Regions from separate parts of the Mus musculus genome. Here region 1 is linked to region 2. Evidence: chromatin contacts called from public HiChIP or PLAC-seq data. All regions are on one chromosome and are shown on one strand. Each heading gives the region's core, a stretch centred on a gene start, on an enhancer-like site or on the middle of the called end of the contact. The rest is flanking DNA. Distances are from core to core; before and after follow the strand shown.

The links. HiChIP or PLAC-seq counts read pairs in DNA pulled down with a chosen protein or histone mark.
Region 1: a contact with region 2 is called in an H3K27ac HiChIP or PLAC-seq map of embryonic stem cells, with 6 read pairs. The contact joins the promoter of Nkd2 here to the enhancer-like site in region 2. A contact is called at or near these places in 1 of 39 promoter capture datasets (embryonic stem cells), 1 of 484 Hi-C or Micro-C datasets (double positive thymocytes), 3 of 115 datasets of contacts at active chromatin or transcription factors (all in embryonic stem cells) and 3 of 9 other capture datasets (adipose tissue, embryonic stem cells and liver).

Annotation. Positions count from the first base shown.
Region 1 is chr13:73,842,826-73,849,638 of GRCm38.p6, forward strand. It overlaps Nkd2 (naked cuticle 2), which reads right to left and starts at 4,806. Exons shown (of 10, transcript NM_028186.5): 1 at 4,578-4,806; 2 at 4,445-4,480; 3 at 4,088-4,191. The coding sequence starts at 4,602. It overlaps Gm30303 (a long non-coding RNA gene), which reads left to right and starts at 4,783. Exons shown (of 3, transcript XR_382654.4): 1 at 4,783-4,983; 2 at 6,320-6,426.
Region 2 is chr13:73,776,954-73,784,323 of GRCm38.p6, forward strand. All of the region lies in intron 1 of Slc12a7 (solute carrier family 12, member 7), which reads left to right. Among named protein-coding and RNA genes, the nearest start is that of Slc12a7, 17 kb to the left of the region's middle. Within about 2 kb of position 5,853, at least 12 of the 459 cell types and tissues checked have an H3K27ac peak or open chromatin away from gene starts, as enhancers often do. A contact at or near this core is called in embryonic stem cells, where this site is marked.

The sequences.
Region 1 (6,813 bases), core at 3,556-6,055, 65 kb after region 2:
CTAGCCAACACTACTGTAGACATCAGGAATCTGCCCCTCCAGTCTCTGTGGTCACAGCCCTAATCATGGCCTCATATGGTCAGCCTCCCAGAGCTCCTGTCATCAGACACCAGAGAACCAGGCAATGAGCAAAGGCAGAGCCCAACCATGCACTGTCCCTCAGTGGCAGAGTACATCACAGCAGTTTCAGGGCCTCCAAGTACCAGACTGGGTCAGACATTGACTGCATGGCACCTGGCTAGTGCTTGAGGTGACCTCAACACCTTCTGCAACACAGGGATAGCCCCGTGGCCTGTGCCTCCTTTCTCTCCTCTATTTAGCCCTATCCATCTCTTCAGAGGTAACCTTCAGCCATGTGCCTAAAAACACTGATACCAGCCCCTTGAGGTTTAGTTCTCAGGCCAATTTTGCCTCACCTCTCCTAGAGGCATTTCCTGCAAATCAGCCAGGTGGTTCCTGAGACCTCGGCTAATTCAAATCCCTTTGGGTGAGAACCACTCAGCTTATCACACATTTGTGGGGTTCAATGAGACACCTGCAAATTCAGAAGCAAAAAAGGGGCAGGTATTCAGTGCCACCTGACTACTGACAATGACTCCTTGATGTTGCTAGTCCCCCAGGCCTGTCCTTGATGTTCCTGCATCAAAGTGAGACCCTGGATCCCTTTGCACTTCTGTGCCAACGTCTCGAGACTCCGACTGGGTCCCAAAAGCCAGACACAGAAGGCACAGAGGTGATGGGGAGCAATGATGACATGCTGTGATGGTTGCCACTGACACCTAAGCTATTCCTCTTCTACTCAGGTGCTTTCAGGACCTCCATTCTAAACGTTCTGTAGGCAGTCCCAGAGAAATACGGCTTCTTCTTGGGGGCTGTAAAACTTAGCAGCTAAAGAGAAACCATGAAGTTCTGATCACCTCCCTGGAGCTCCATATATTCCCTGCAGATGTCTTATGGCCCATGTACCATGTTTCTGACCAGGGATAGGGAGGTATTCAGGCTGTGACAGAAACATGAGGAATTTCTCAAAGGCTAACATCTCCCCTTCCCTAACAAAAGCATGTAAATTTGCAGGTGAGGTGGCTCCTTGCTCAGGTCAGGCAAATAACTAGCCACCTCTGCCACAGCAGGAGCATCAGAGTTAAGGGGCTGAGGCTTGATAGCCAGGTCCAGAGAATTCTAGCCAGTCAGAAGGTATCAAAGCACGAATGGGCAAGATTTCCAGTTCCGAGGAACCTATAGACAAGATGATGATGAGGGCTGATGGGTTTTGCTAGAAGCCAAAGTCTGCACAGTGGATTCAGCCCTCAAAGGTACCACAAGGTCTTATGCTGATCACCCCCATATCTTACAAAGTTATCTATCTCCTTTCTGCAAGGTAATAACGTGGCAGCACACACAGAGCGGCCATGGAGATGTGGTTGGAGCTGGCAAGTGGCATTGTAAAGTTCCAGTTTGCTCAAGACAGCCACACAATCCCCCAACAGGCTAAGCAGTCATGTCCTTCCCTCTTGCAAATATGGACCGCTGTAGAATGTCCACAGACAGCCATGGACATGGTTCTCAGTCAACTTACATCCAGGCAGATCCCTCAAAGGCCAAGTTAAAACCCCTAGAATGAGCAGAATGTTCCTTCCTCGGGCTCAATGGAAATCTGTGTTTAATTCACAACAACAACAAAAATAACAGTGACTCTTGTCTTCTTAGCAATTTCCTGCCAGCCTCGGGGGGAGCTGAAGAAATTAAAGACAGTCTCATGGAAGAAGGGACACACATAAGGAGACTATCTCATGGAAGACTACTCAGTCAACTTTGAGAAAAGCCTCCACCAAATGCTGTTTGAACTACATCCCCATCAGTACTATCTCAAAGCCTGTGACCACAGAAGTTCTGAAGCCAATTGCTTCTCTCCAAACCAGCGCTTGGTTATTGCTAACAGACCCATGCTCCTCCCTTCATATCCCCACAGGCAAGGAGCCACACAGGTGCTGACACACAGCAGAGCTTCTGGGAATAGCAATGGAGGCCAATGAAGGCAGGAAGTGGGACTGAGGGGACTTTTAGATGGACACAGATGCACAGGCCAGTGCAGACTTATAGATGGACACAGATGTACAGCTCAGTAACAGAGTCAAAAGCAACTCCATCCTTCTGGTTTTAGAGAATGGGAAAAGCAGATGAGAAGCCAGAAGAGGAGATGCAAGTCTCCCAATGACCTGGCATGAGTCACTGAGAGTTGGTGGTAGGAAGTGTTATGCAGTGTAATCAGGGCTGCCCTTCCTTAGGGCACAGCCCCTGGGAGGACAATAAGTCAGAACTCTGGACACTGTGAAAAGAAGGATTTCAGAAAGGACACAGACCCAACACTAACTGTCCCCACTTAGTTTTCCAGACAGAAGAAAGAGTATGGCGATATAGTCCCTTCCAGACCCGGGCAAGAGCTACCTAGTATAGCCCAAGTTTCTAGGCACAAAGGCAGCAATGTGGCCTCAGCTCAAGGTCTTGCCTGGCCAGGAGCCACAGCCAGATAAGGAAAACCCAGGTTTGTTGCTTATAGCTACCTAAGCCAAGTCAGTTCTACTAAGACTCTGCTCTTAGCCACCTTGGAAAAGCCAAGGACAACGCTAAAAGAAGCAATGCAAGCCAGAGCCCACACAACAACACAAAAAATGACCCAAAGAGTAGTACTCATGGTCCTAAGATCACAGCTTCACTTTAACAATTCCACTCTACACAGGGAGTACCTATACTCTCCAGAAAGATGCTCTGGCTTTCACACTCCAGTGACAACCACTTCCTTGTCAGCTAAATTGTGTCCTATTCTGAATACCAGTGCTCTCAAGTGAGGAGTCCAAGGACTGAGCTCAGACTTGTTGCTAGGGAGAAAAACCCTAGGCTTGACAGCTAAGGGGAAGGGCCAGTCTAAATGCTCTCCCATGGCATGAACAGGTTCCCAGAGACCAGCTCCAATAACGTGCATCTGAGAGCCAAGCTGTGTAGAAGCATCAACTGGCCACCAAAAATTCCTCAGCAAATGTAAGTGGTAGCAAAATGGACCTGGGTGGGCAGCACTGGATGTCTGGTCTGGCCTCCTCTACTAGAGATGGACATCATGTAACTGTTTGAATCTCCACACTGGACCCACAATACCTCAGCATACCCGCTTTTACAGCTACAGTAGATCCGCTCAGAAAGCACACATCCAAACTCTAGTACATATTATTTTAAGCCTCCGTAGCTCCAGGTCTCAGGTCAGGGCCACACCAAGTATTCATGAACACCCAGAAGTTTCTATTCACCCACCAGAAGGTCCTTTCAGAAAGAACACTGATGCCAGCCCACTTGCCGACTTCACAGAGCTCCCAGCCAGTGAGGGAGTCTATCTGTAGTGGGAGCCAGTAGTGGGGAGCCAGTTCTAGGTGACCAAGTGTATTGTTCTTGTCCTTTCAAACTCTGCTCTCCCCAACACCAATAGCCCAATGTCTACTTCTTCTTGCTGGCAGATATGTGGGTGTTTCACCCACACTCCATCACATCTCATCCCTGGGGCCCTGGCCCTGGGCAGTTCTCTGCTCTTAAACACAGCACATGGATCATCTTCTCTCAGACACAGGGTAGCTCTTATGGTTTGGGGACACCGTTTTTTCCACTGCCCATTTGTCCAGGGATGCTCCCTGCAGGCCTGTATTAAGCTCTCCAAAAGATGGGAGGCAAGGGTAGCCTTAACCTCTGGACAACTTCATTGTGCAAGCAATCAGCCCTATAACATCCATCAACAGATGGAGAAGGTCCTCCAACTCAAGCCTGGAATTCTGAGATCATGGCCCCCCTAGTTGAGTCCCATCTCTGCCTTAGAATCCCTTCACCAGTTCCTCCTGCCTGAGGGGTGGAGTCACCAGTCCAGCCTAGCGCTTGGAGGTTCCAGTACCACCCAGCCCCCTCTGGGATACTATGCCAGATGCTGGAGAGGGTTAGGCTATCCTGGCCAGCCATATGAGTCTTCTGCGTCTCCCGACTGTAAAGAGGCAAGACTCAGGTTCTGCAAGGCCCTTAGTTGCGCGACCCAGCCCACCTTCCCGTAACCTACCTGCTTGTCCCGTGAGCGATGTTCCACACCGCTGCCCGCGCGCCGGTCCGTTTCTTCCGCTCCCCTGCGACCGCTCCCGTACGCAGGCACCACGAAGCTGTCCCCTGCGGCCCGCCCGCAGACGCGCGGGAAACAAGGCACCCACGGAGAAGGAAGGAGACCGTGAGCTTCGTGGAGTGCGCTTCTGCCCAGCCTGCCTTGCAGCGCCCACCCGGTACCCAGAGCCCCGAGGCCACGCGCTCCCGGAGACCCAAGGCGTGTCCCAATCGAGGGCGCGAGGCAAGGCGCGCCCCAAGCTTGGAGCTCTGCGCATCCGGCCCCGGGGCCGCCTCGCTCCCTGACCGCACCCGGGCTCACCTTCGGGACTCTCTCTCCTCTTGCAGGCTGCTGCGGCTGCGGCACGGTCGGAGGACACAGGGAAGACGGAAGGGACAGTGAGTGGCGGCGCCCACCCGCCCCCCTCTCTCCCGCCCCCCGGCCCGCTCCTCACCGTGCTTGGACTGAAATTTCCCCATGTCTCCGCTGGGCCTGGACCCACCCTCCGGCCGAGCTCTCAGGTGTGCGTCCGAGGTTCGAGCCCGGGGTGCGTGAATCCCGAGCTGAGAGCAACTCGTGGAGCCTGGATCCGGGGCCGGGCAGTCTGGCGAGGCTTGGCCCGGCAACCGGAGACACCGGCGCGGGCAGCGGCCGGCCTCCCTCTGAGCGCGCGCGCCCGCGACGGGGCTTTAACAGGGGTTCTCGCAGCGCCCCCCGCGGCCGCGGACCGTAGCGCAGTGGACCTTAGCGTCTCCTTTACCCTAAGACTTTACTAGACAGGCGGTTTGGAACCTGCTCTGAGCAACGACTCGCACAGGGCATCCCTGAGGGCAGACAGAGCTTACCTGCGTGGACTCCAGGTTTCTGGCTCTCTGCGGTTTCTTTTGTGGGGACACCCTCCACCCCTCACCAATCTTTTTCTTGAGATTCCCAAATTCAAGAGTCGGTATTAGGAATCCTCCTTTGAAAGAGAGAACCCTGGAAGAGAGTTACCTACGTCTTAGACAACCTTCTTGATACCTTTGGCTGTGAGAGGAGTTAGGCACATGCTTGTCGTGAAGGGGCTGGGGGTGAGTGGGGTGCGGAGGTAGAAGGCCATGGGAAGGTACCTGGAAGAGAGGGAGAGCAGGTAGGACTAAAGTGAGTCCTGGCCCGCTGGAGCAGACCTTCCTCCCTTTCCCTCATTGATGAAAGACCAACGCTGCCCATCAGTGTGGACAGGCCCTGCATCCTTCCCTTTGCCTTTGGTTGGGGCAGGGTCCTTGCTGGGCTGTGGTTAGTCCATCTGGCTCCTCTTTGGCTGGCCAACCTCTGAAAACCCTCTCAGTATCTCATCCTACAGCTTCTCCCTTAGAAGAGATCACCCACCCTTGTTTCAGAGAAATCTCACTCCCCCTTCTTTCTTGGGCTCCAGCTTATTCTGGGGATACCTCTCTGTTTGGTTCTCCACTTTGCCCATAGAGCTCTGTAACACACAGATCAAGAATGAATGTGTAGTTTTCTTTCCCAGCCTTCTTGAGATATGGTTCATATACCCTACAACTCTCCCACTCAAGAGTCACCACTACCTAGTAGCCTGTCTCTGTTCAGAGATGTGTTCACATAGTCTGCTCTAGAACATTCAACTCCTAGAGTGACTTAATTTTAGCACATACTTTCTGCAAAGAACCACAGCCCCCCCCCCCCGCCTCTTCATGGTCTGTATTCCAGGCTGGCCTTGAACTCCATGTATAGCTAAGATGACCTTGAACTTCTGAAGTCCTTTGGAATTGTTGATATTAAGGATTCATGACTGCCCCCCCCAAAAAAGTGCAGAATGGCTTACCTTGAACAGGACCATCTCACAGCCATGGGCATGACACAGGTAGAATGGACTCATGTAATTATGAGGACTCCTTACCCACCAGGCCATTCACCTAGCCTCATCCCTCCTTTGTGTCAGGGTTTCACCCACAACCAGCAACTGAGAAAGAAGGAATGGGATACCAGGAGAGGATTCAATGATTAGGATCCACAACTATGTTTGGGGGAGTGTTTGTAAATATAGCTATCATTATCACTGAGGCCATAAATGAGGAAGGTTCCCACAAGGACAGGCTTCACTGTGTTCCACTGCCTACCACAGTCTAGGCTCAGCTTTGGGCAAACCAGGTGAGGCTGGCTTGCTCTATATGTCCTCTGCTTCATCCTGTTTAGGTGTAGAGAGTGCGACTTCCTAGTTGATGAAGACAGACTTGGATGGAAATTTCCAGAAATGTCCATTCTTCCCACCCTCCCCACTCCCAGAGCCACTGCTTAGTAAGGTAGGTACATTATTGGCCTGAGAAGACAAGGCCCAGTGTAACTGTCAAACTGGGCAAAAGTAGCCTCAGGCTGGGACTTGAGGCCCAGGAGGTGACCTAGGGTGAGAGTGAGTTTCCATTCACTGATCCTGTGTCCAGGCTTATCTCTGTCCCTTGAATTCTACACCCCCTGCAGTTCTATGCTTCTGTGGTCTCTCTGAGCTTCGAACCAAGGATTTTGACATCAACAAAGAACACAAAGACTATGTGTGACTTGCGTGGCTTCCTGGGGAGAAATAAAGAGACATCTTTTTGCCCCAGACAAAGAGCACAGATAGACCAAAGACACAGATCTATCCAAGTGCAGCTTGTTGATCAATTACTGTATTAGGGTTATTCACAGGAACA
Region 2 (7,370 bases), core at 4,603-7,102:
GATACACTGCGAGGCAGGGAAGATACACTGTGAGGCAGGGAAGATACACTGCGAGGCAGGGAAGATACACTGCGAGGCAGGGAAGATATACTGTGAGGCAGGGAAGATACACTGTGAGGCAGGAAAGATACACTGTGAGGCAGGAAAGATACACTGTGAGGCAGGAGAGTGGGGAGAGCTGAATGACTTAGTCACATCTCTAGTCCATCACCAACTCTTACAGAACCCAGGTGTCTCCAAGTAGTGTTCTCTGTTTCCCCATCCTGCATTTATAGGGAGCACTTGGCTTTGCATATTTCTAAATCTTGCTACATCTCAGCTATGGAGGGTTCTGGGCTCTGCCTGCCCCGTGACTTCTGAGTGAACCCTTTCTGGTTGTTCTGTCACCGAGTAAATGGCAGGCCATTGCTTTTTTTTTGTTTGTTTGTTTTTTTTTTTTTTGTTTTTCGAGACAGGGTTTCTCTGTATAGCCCTGGCTGTCCTGGAACTCACTTTGTAGACCAGGCTGGCCTCGAACTCAGAAATCCGCCTGCCTCTGCCTCCCGAGTGCTGGGATTAAAGGCGTGCGCCACCACGCCCGGCTCTTATGGCAGGCCATTGCTAACCGAGTGTGAAATAGACAGGTTTTTAGAAGTACTTCTGTAATGAGAAAAATGGATCGCTTCTGGTCCACAAGTGTGGAGGCTTATCAGAAAAGTTTGTCTTCCTTCCTAGGGTGGAGAGGTTGCCTTGTGGTCTCGTGACCTGGCCACCTGATCTTACCCACAGGTGGAGAGAGTCAGTCTGCCTGGCACCTACCTGCAGAGCACTGGTGCCTAGATTTCCTCCCAGCTGGTGGAGAGGCCATGTTTAAGTGCTTGGCTGGCAGTGGGTACTTGACCTTGTACCCACTCCTCCTCATGCTATCCATCCCTCTGCCTGCTTGGCAGCTGTGTACTCAGCTGATCTCTGCCCAAGATGCTTCTAGTTGTTGTGAATGTGTAGTCTGACACAGAGAGACGCCACCTCTGGTGAGCAGCTTTGCCTTGGAGCTTAACGGCTTTCAGCTGCAGTGACTCCTGAGCTCTGGCTGTGAGGGTTTGGTTGTTGTGTGTGCTTAAATCAAAGTTCCCTTTGTGCAGACTGTAAGTGTCAAATATCCTCTCAAAAATATGATTCAGACCTTATTTAGATACTGAAGTAATTAGCAGAGATGTGAAAATCAACAGTCATCTAGATGACAAAATGGATCCTGGTGTGTTCTTTTCATGAAAGCATTTCTTTCTTTCTTTCTGTCTGTCTGTCTGTCTGTCTGTCTGTCTATCTATCCATCTATAAACTATTAATCTATCTATTCTCTACCTTATATCACCTATCTATCTATCTATCTCTATCATCCATCTCTCTCTAATGTGTATGAGTATACTGTCGATCTCTTCAGACACACCAGAAGAGGGCATCAGATCCCATTACAGATGGTTGTGAGCCACCATGTGGTTTCTGGGAATTGAACTCAGGACCTCTGGAAAAGCAATCAGTGCTCTTAAGTGCTGAGCCATCTCTCCAGCTCCTGTTTTATTCTTAATTATCTCTGTGACTCTGATGGCATTAGAAAGGAAGGACCTTTAGATGCTTTCGCTTTCTCAATGCCCCGAGGATGAGTACCATAAATACTTCCCATGTGTTTGGTTTAGGTGTGATCCCATCTGTGATGTAATTTCTTTGGATCTGCCCAGCCAGAGCTTGGACTTTGATGATGGGTGTATCTGTTAAAGAATTAGTGTAACTGGGCTGGGGGGGGACTAGAGAGAGTGGTTGATTGTAGACTTACACTGTCTTTAGCACAGCCCCCAACTGGAGGAATGTACTGAAATTCTGACGATTTGTTTTACTGTCTTTAAGGTTTGCATTTGTGTGTGTGCAAATGTATGAGTGTGTGTATATGTGTGTGTGCATGCAGTGTATGTATGTGAGTGCATGCATGTGTGTGTGCACGTGCATGTCTGTATTTCTGTGTTGTGCACTCATACATTACTTTGATAAGCGATGAAATAAATGAAAAGTCAGATTTGTACAAGTTGCCACAGTGGATGACTTACTGTGAGCCAGGTTGAGGCTGTGTGTCATGTCTACCCCAGTCTCCCCAGCATCTGTTTGTATCCTTACATTTCTTTTTAGGTCTGGCAGCCCTTGGGCATCCTGTACAGTCGTCCCACTGAAGAGTTGTTTAAATGTCATCTGGTAGACAGCTTCACAAGTGTCTTGCCACCTCTCCCTGGGAGTGTTGGTCGGGCTATGGAGTGCTGTTTCCTTAGATGAGTGGTCATCACTATACCTGTGCATCTGGGCAAAGGGTGAGGAAAAGTTTGTTGACCACACTAGCTGTGACTGCTCAGAACAGCATTGTGGCTGCCCTTTGTGAAAGACCCAGGCAGGTGACTCCTAAACTCAGGCTATGGGTGGAGGCTGGAGGTACGGTTTCTGAAGAGCTTTTGCCCTTCTGTGTCTTTCCATGTAGTCCTCCTCCCTGGAGACTAGTAACTTGAGCTGAGCTGGAGGTGAGCAGCAGAGACTTTGTTCAAGGTCATGAGCTTGAGTTGGCTCCATTTGAGCATCTGAGGGAGAATCTGAAACCCTGTCTCCTGACCCTCTGGAGGGTTGTTGGGCTATGAGTCACACCCTGGTCCTCTGTGTCCTCAGAGCTGGTGACACCAGAGTGTGTTGCATTTGCATATGTTTCTTTGTTTGTTGTTGTTGTTTTCAAAACAGATTCTCACTGTGCAGCTATGGCTGGCCTAAAACTTGCCATGTAGACCAGGCTGGCTGGCAACTCTCAGAACTTTTATCTGCCTCTACCTCATAATTGCTGGGATTAAAGGTTTGTGCTATCACACCTGACTTCTTTAAACCTGATATTAACTTATTTCCTGACATCAGAAAATCATAAGAATACAAAGAAGTCTCTCCTATGCTTGGCTTCAGCTCTCTCTGCTTGGGACATTTTTTCCCATGATGAAATATTCTTTCTCTTTCCCTTCTCCTGCATCTGTCTCTTCTCACACACATGTAAAGGCTGTGAGGCTCTTTTGGGACCTACCCTCTCCAAAAACCACATTTTCTTTCAGACTCTCTATAGCATTTACTAGGTGAGAGGACTACTGTTCACACAGCAAAGATCTTATTTGAGTTTCACCAGGTCATATAGCGTGTGACGTCACCATAAAAAGCCTGCTATCTTGGCTTCATTCTGGAATTTTCCTGTGTGCCTCTGCCTTCTGGGAAGGAGGAACTGCAGGCTTGTGCCTGTGGGCCCTACAGCCTGGATAGTGGCATGATGGGAGCACCCCACTGAGACGTAGGGTCAAGAATGTTTGCTGGCCAGCTACCTTTTTCTATGATATGATAGCTGTGACCCCTCAGTAATTCAGCTGGGCCTACCCCACTAGGCTGTGTATCCCCCATTGTCTCTCGGCTACAATTCCCAAGGCAGTTTCTTCTAGCCTGTCCACTGGTCTGTACACCAAAGTATTGTAGCAGGTCTCCATGGCTTGGGTGGGCCTCAGGTGCCTGTGTGTGTCTGTGCTCCAGTCAGTTGATGCTTAGATGGATGGTCTCAGAAGTGGTCATGGGGGACTCTCCAGATGGTGCCACTTGGCTTTTGACGTCACTGACATTTCCTGGTTACATTTAGTCTTAGCATCCATCCCCCTGCCTTAGCTCTGTAGTCAGTGGTTCTCCTGAGATAACCTAAGTAGAAAATGAGCTTAGCAAGTCAGTTGTAGGTGCTGAGAATACATTTAGTTACTAGTGTGCCCTTCTTCTTCTTCTTTTTTTTGTTTTTGTTTTTGTTTTTTCGAGACAGGGTTTCTCTGTGTAGCCCTGTAGTCCTGGAACTCACTTTGTAGATCAAGCTGGCCTCAAACTCAGAAATCCGCCTGCCTCTGCCTCCCAAATGCCACCACCACCCGTCTGTGTGCCCTGCTTTTTGACCTGTTAGCTGACAGAGGTAGGAAGCTACACACGCGTATGTATGTGGGTAACATGTACACACACCCTGAAAAGCCCAGAGTTTCCCATCATTCTTCAGGTGTGTCAGGGCTCATCTGGCCATCCCTTTCCTGGAGGGGTAGAAATTGGCCTCCACTGTCCACAGTATAGTTGGGTGTTTGTTAAATTTGTATCTTTTACTAGAAGACCTGGGATGCTGTTCTAGAATGTTTTACCCATACTCTGGAGAAGGAACTGAACAATGAGGATTCTGTGTTTGGTTATAGTGTTCTGGGTGGTTAGCATAATATTTATATAGGTTAAAGGTTATGAAAGGAAAAGTATTGGCCCAGGATTCCCAAGACCCCTTCTCAGCATGAAGGAGATTTATCTGCCCCACAGGGACAAATGGTAGGGAGTAAGAAACAAAGGTAGGAGATAAAGGATGATGGGAGAGGAGCAAGGGAGAGGGGAGGGTAGAGGGTTATTTGTCCTTGAGGACAAAGGACTGTCTTGTAATAGAGAGGAGACAGACATGGCCAATTGGTGACTTCTAAACGTAAAATAGGAAGTCTTGTGTTAGGATGAGGTGTTTAATTTTAATTGGGCATGGTGAACCAAAGGGGGCTTTTAATCACCGAACTTCAGTACTTTGGTACCTGGACTTTTGGTAGTCAGGCTCAGGAGGAAGGATTGGGAATAGACCTTGGGGGCTAGCTCTAGGAATGTAATCTCATGATTTTTAGCAAGGCAGAAGGACTCAGGGAGAAGGGCAAGGCCCTCCAGAGCCATGCTAGAGCTGGCCAGCGTCCCTTCAGCTCACACTTCTTTCCTTGGAAGGTTTGAACCGCACTGTTCGGCTCTCTCTTGGCCAGGGCTCTTATATCTGTTAAGTTTCTGTCTTGCTGTGGTCCACCTCTCCTGTTTCTTTCCGTGTGACTTCATCTGTCCTTTGACTGTCTTATATCTGCCACATGTAAGTAAGATTTGAAGTTGGTGAGATGAGGAGATCTCACATTAGGGACAGTTGATAGTACAGGGTCTTGCCTCCAGATGGAAGGAAGTTCTACAGGATGCTGGCCTGGTGTCTCTGTGTAGGGGCAGGTATGGGTTTGATGGGTACCCAGGGAGGTTGTGCCTTGGCCTGTAAGCCTTCACTTGTATGAAAGGCTCTGCCTGATTTCCCAAGGGTGAGCATATATGCATAGGCAGATCAGCAGACATACTCTGTTTCCAGCTTCCTCACCATCCAGTAAAGGACCAGCCAGCCATATTTTCAGCATCAGTCCATGGTGTGGCTTACAATCTTGTCCCCTCCTACTTGCTCCAAGGTCCTGATGTATGAGCTCTGGGTGGGATTGAGCCTTGCTGTGTATATTCCACTGTCCTTAGAGTTCCTGTCTTATCAAAGGCACACCGCTGGGAAGCATAGTGTGGCTATGTTTTCAGCAGTCTGTGCTGCTCCATGAATTCTCTGCAGAAGACTACCATCAGTTCTGTTCCTACCTTACTGTAGTTCCTTGGTGATCTGGGGAAAGCTAAGAGCCTTGAATTAGGAGGACTGGGACATGGGTGGAGAGGGTATGGGGGGAGGGGGTGGTTTACAGCATCTGAGTGCATACTGGTGAGGGAATTTCTTATTAGACCAAAGCCACTTCTGGGCTGTGGGCCCTAACAAAGGTTTCTCCCTCTGCTTTGGTTTAGCGTAAGTAATCGGATGCCACATTTTAGGGGCCTACTTAAATTCAGGGCAGGGCACTTTGTGTTCTTTTGTTCCCTGACCCTTGATGACCTTGATTATTGGAGTTTGTTACTAGGACCTGGGTCGGGTGTATCCTGAGACAGAAAGGATCTAGTGAGCTTCAGGAACCTGCGTCAGCAGCTCCTGTTTGGGTACCAATCAGGATTGATGGTAAACCACCGTCTGAACTAGCTAGTAGGGTAGGAGGTGTGTGTGGGCCTTCCCCGGAAGGCCAGCATAATCCCAATGGGATTTAAGGAATTTGAAATTCAAAGCTACTGTCAAAACAAAACAAAACAAAACAAAACCAACCCTGGTGTGTGTGCCTCCTCCCTCAAAGAGGGCTTTAGTCTTTAATGGGGCCAATCTGTTTGTGAGGTACTTGGCTTTTAGGATAGTCATGTCAGATGTATCACATGTCTGGTTAGTAGGACTTGAAAGGGGAATAATGTAACTTGCTGTCACCCAACTGGAGGCTGTTTAGAATCTTTACCTGGTTTCTCCTTCCAAGTAGCTACCTTGAAAAAGTCCAAGAATCATTGCCCTGCTCCTACCCTATGTTCCGACCCATGATATGCTCAGCGATCAAGACCGTGGTTCCAGACACCAGCACAGGGGACTCAAGCTGTCACATCAGGACTCTGTTCTTGGTCCTCCTGAAGCCCTTTGTTTCTGTCATCTGAGGTTGTGAGCCTTGGTCTTACTTCCAGAAGGTGACCTGGGCTCGGGGAGAGGTCTCGTATCAGAAGTCTCCTTCGGGTTCTTTCCTTCTTCAAGGATGCTCCCTTTTTGCAGACCTCTGACGGCAGTACCTCAGGAGCCCTACTTAAGCCTCAACGGATGTCAAACTGTAACCTTATATTTTTTTGTGACTGAACAAATGTCTGCATCCTGGGGCAGCTGGAACATGAGGTATCAAGACCATGTGCCCCATGCCTTGGTACTCCATGCTCAGGAATCCAAACCCCCAAGGTGTGGTCTCCTGTTATCCAGGGCATCATAAGGTTGCAATGGTTACTGGACCTGCCTGTCAAGGGCCTTGAGTGTCCAAAACTCCCTGTTGACTGTGGACATGGAGAGGAAGCAGAGGTGAGGATCCTACTTGTAGGGTACTAGTGTAGAACACACTGAGGATCTAACCTGTCTCCCCTTGCTCCATTTGCCAAGACTGTTCTTGATTTTTTTTTGAGGTGGGGTGGGGTGGGTGTTCCTTTTTACTGCCCCTTGTTCCTGAGAGGAGTAGGGTCACTCCCCCTGCCTCGGGCCTGCCTTTCTCTGCACACATAGCCCTGTGTACCCACCCACTCATGCCTCACCAGAGGAGGTCATATAGCTGTTTCGGAGTTAAGCTTCCTTTCCCCTTATAAGGCCGTGTCCAGCAGCACCTGAAGTTTCTCCCCATGCAAATGAGACATCCCCAGGACCTCAGTCCCAACCAACCCTCAATTGCCTGCACTCACCCCCTAAAAGGTTTAAATAGCCTTTGTTCTCCCCGCCAATAAACTGAGCCAGTTCTCCGAAGCTGTTCCTGGGTGTGTGTGTATTCTTACTTGAGTACTCACCAGTCCAGTGTGGTGTGCAGTGAGCCTGGCTACCCCGAGGGGAGAAGAAGACATAGAACAGTACCATCTCATATGTGGAAACTGAGGCAGAGAGGACTGTT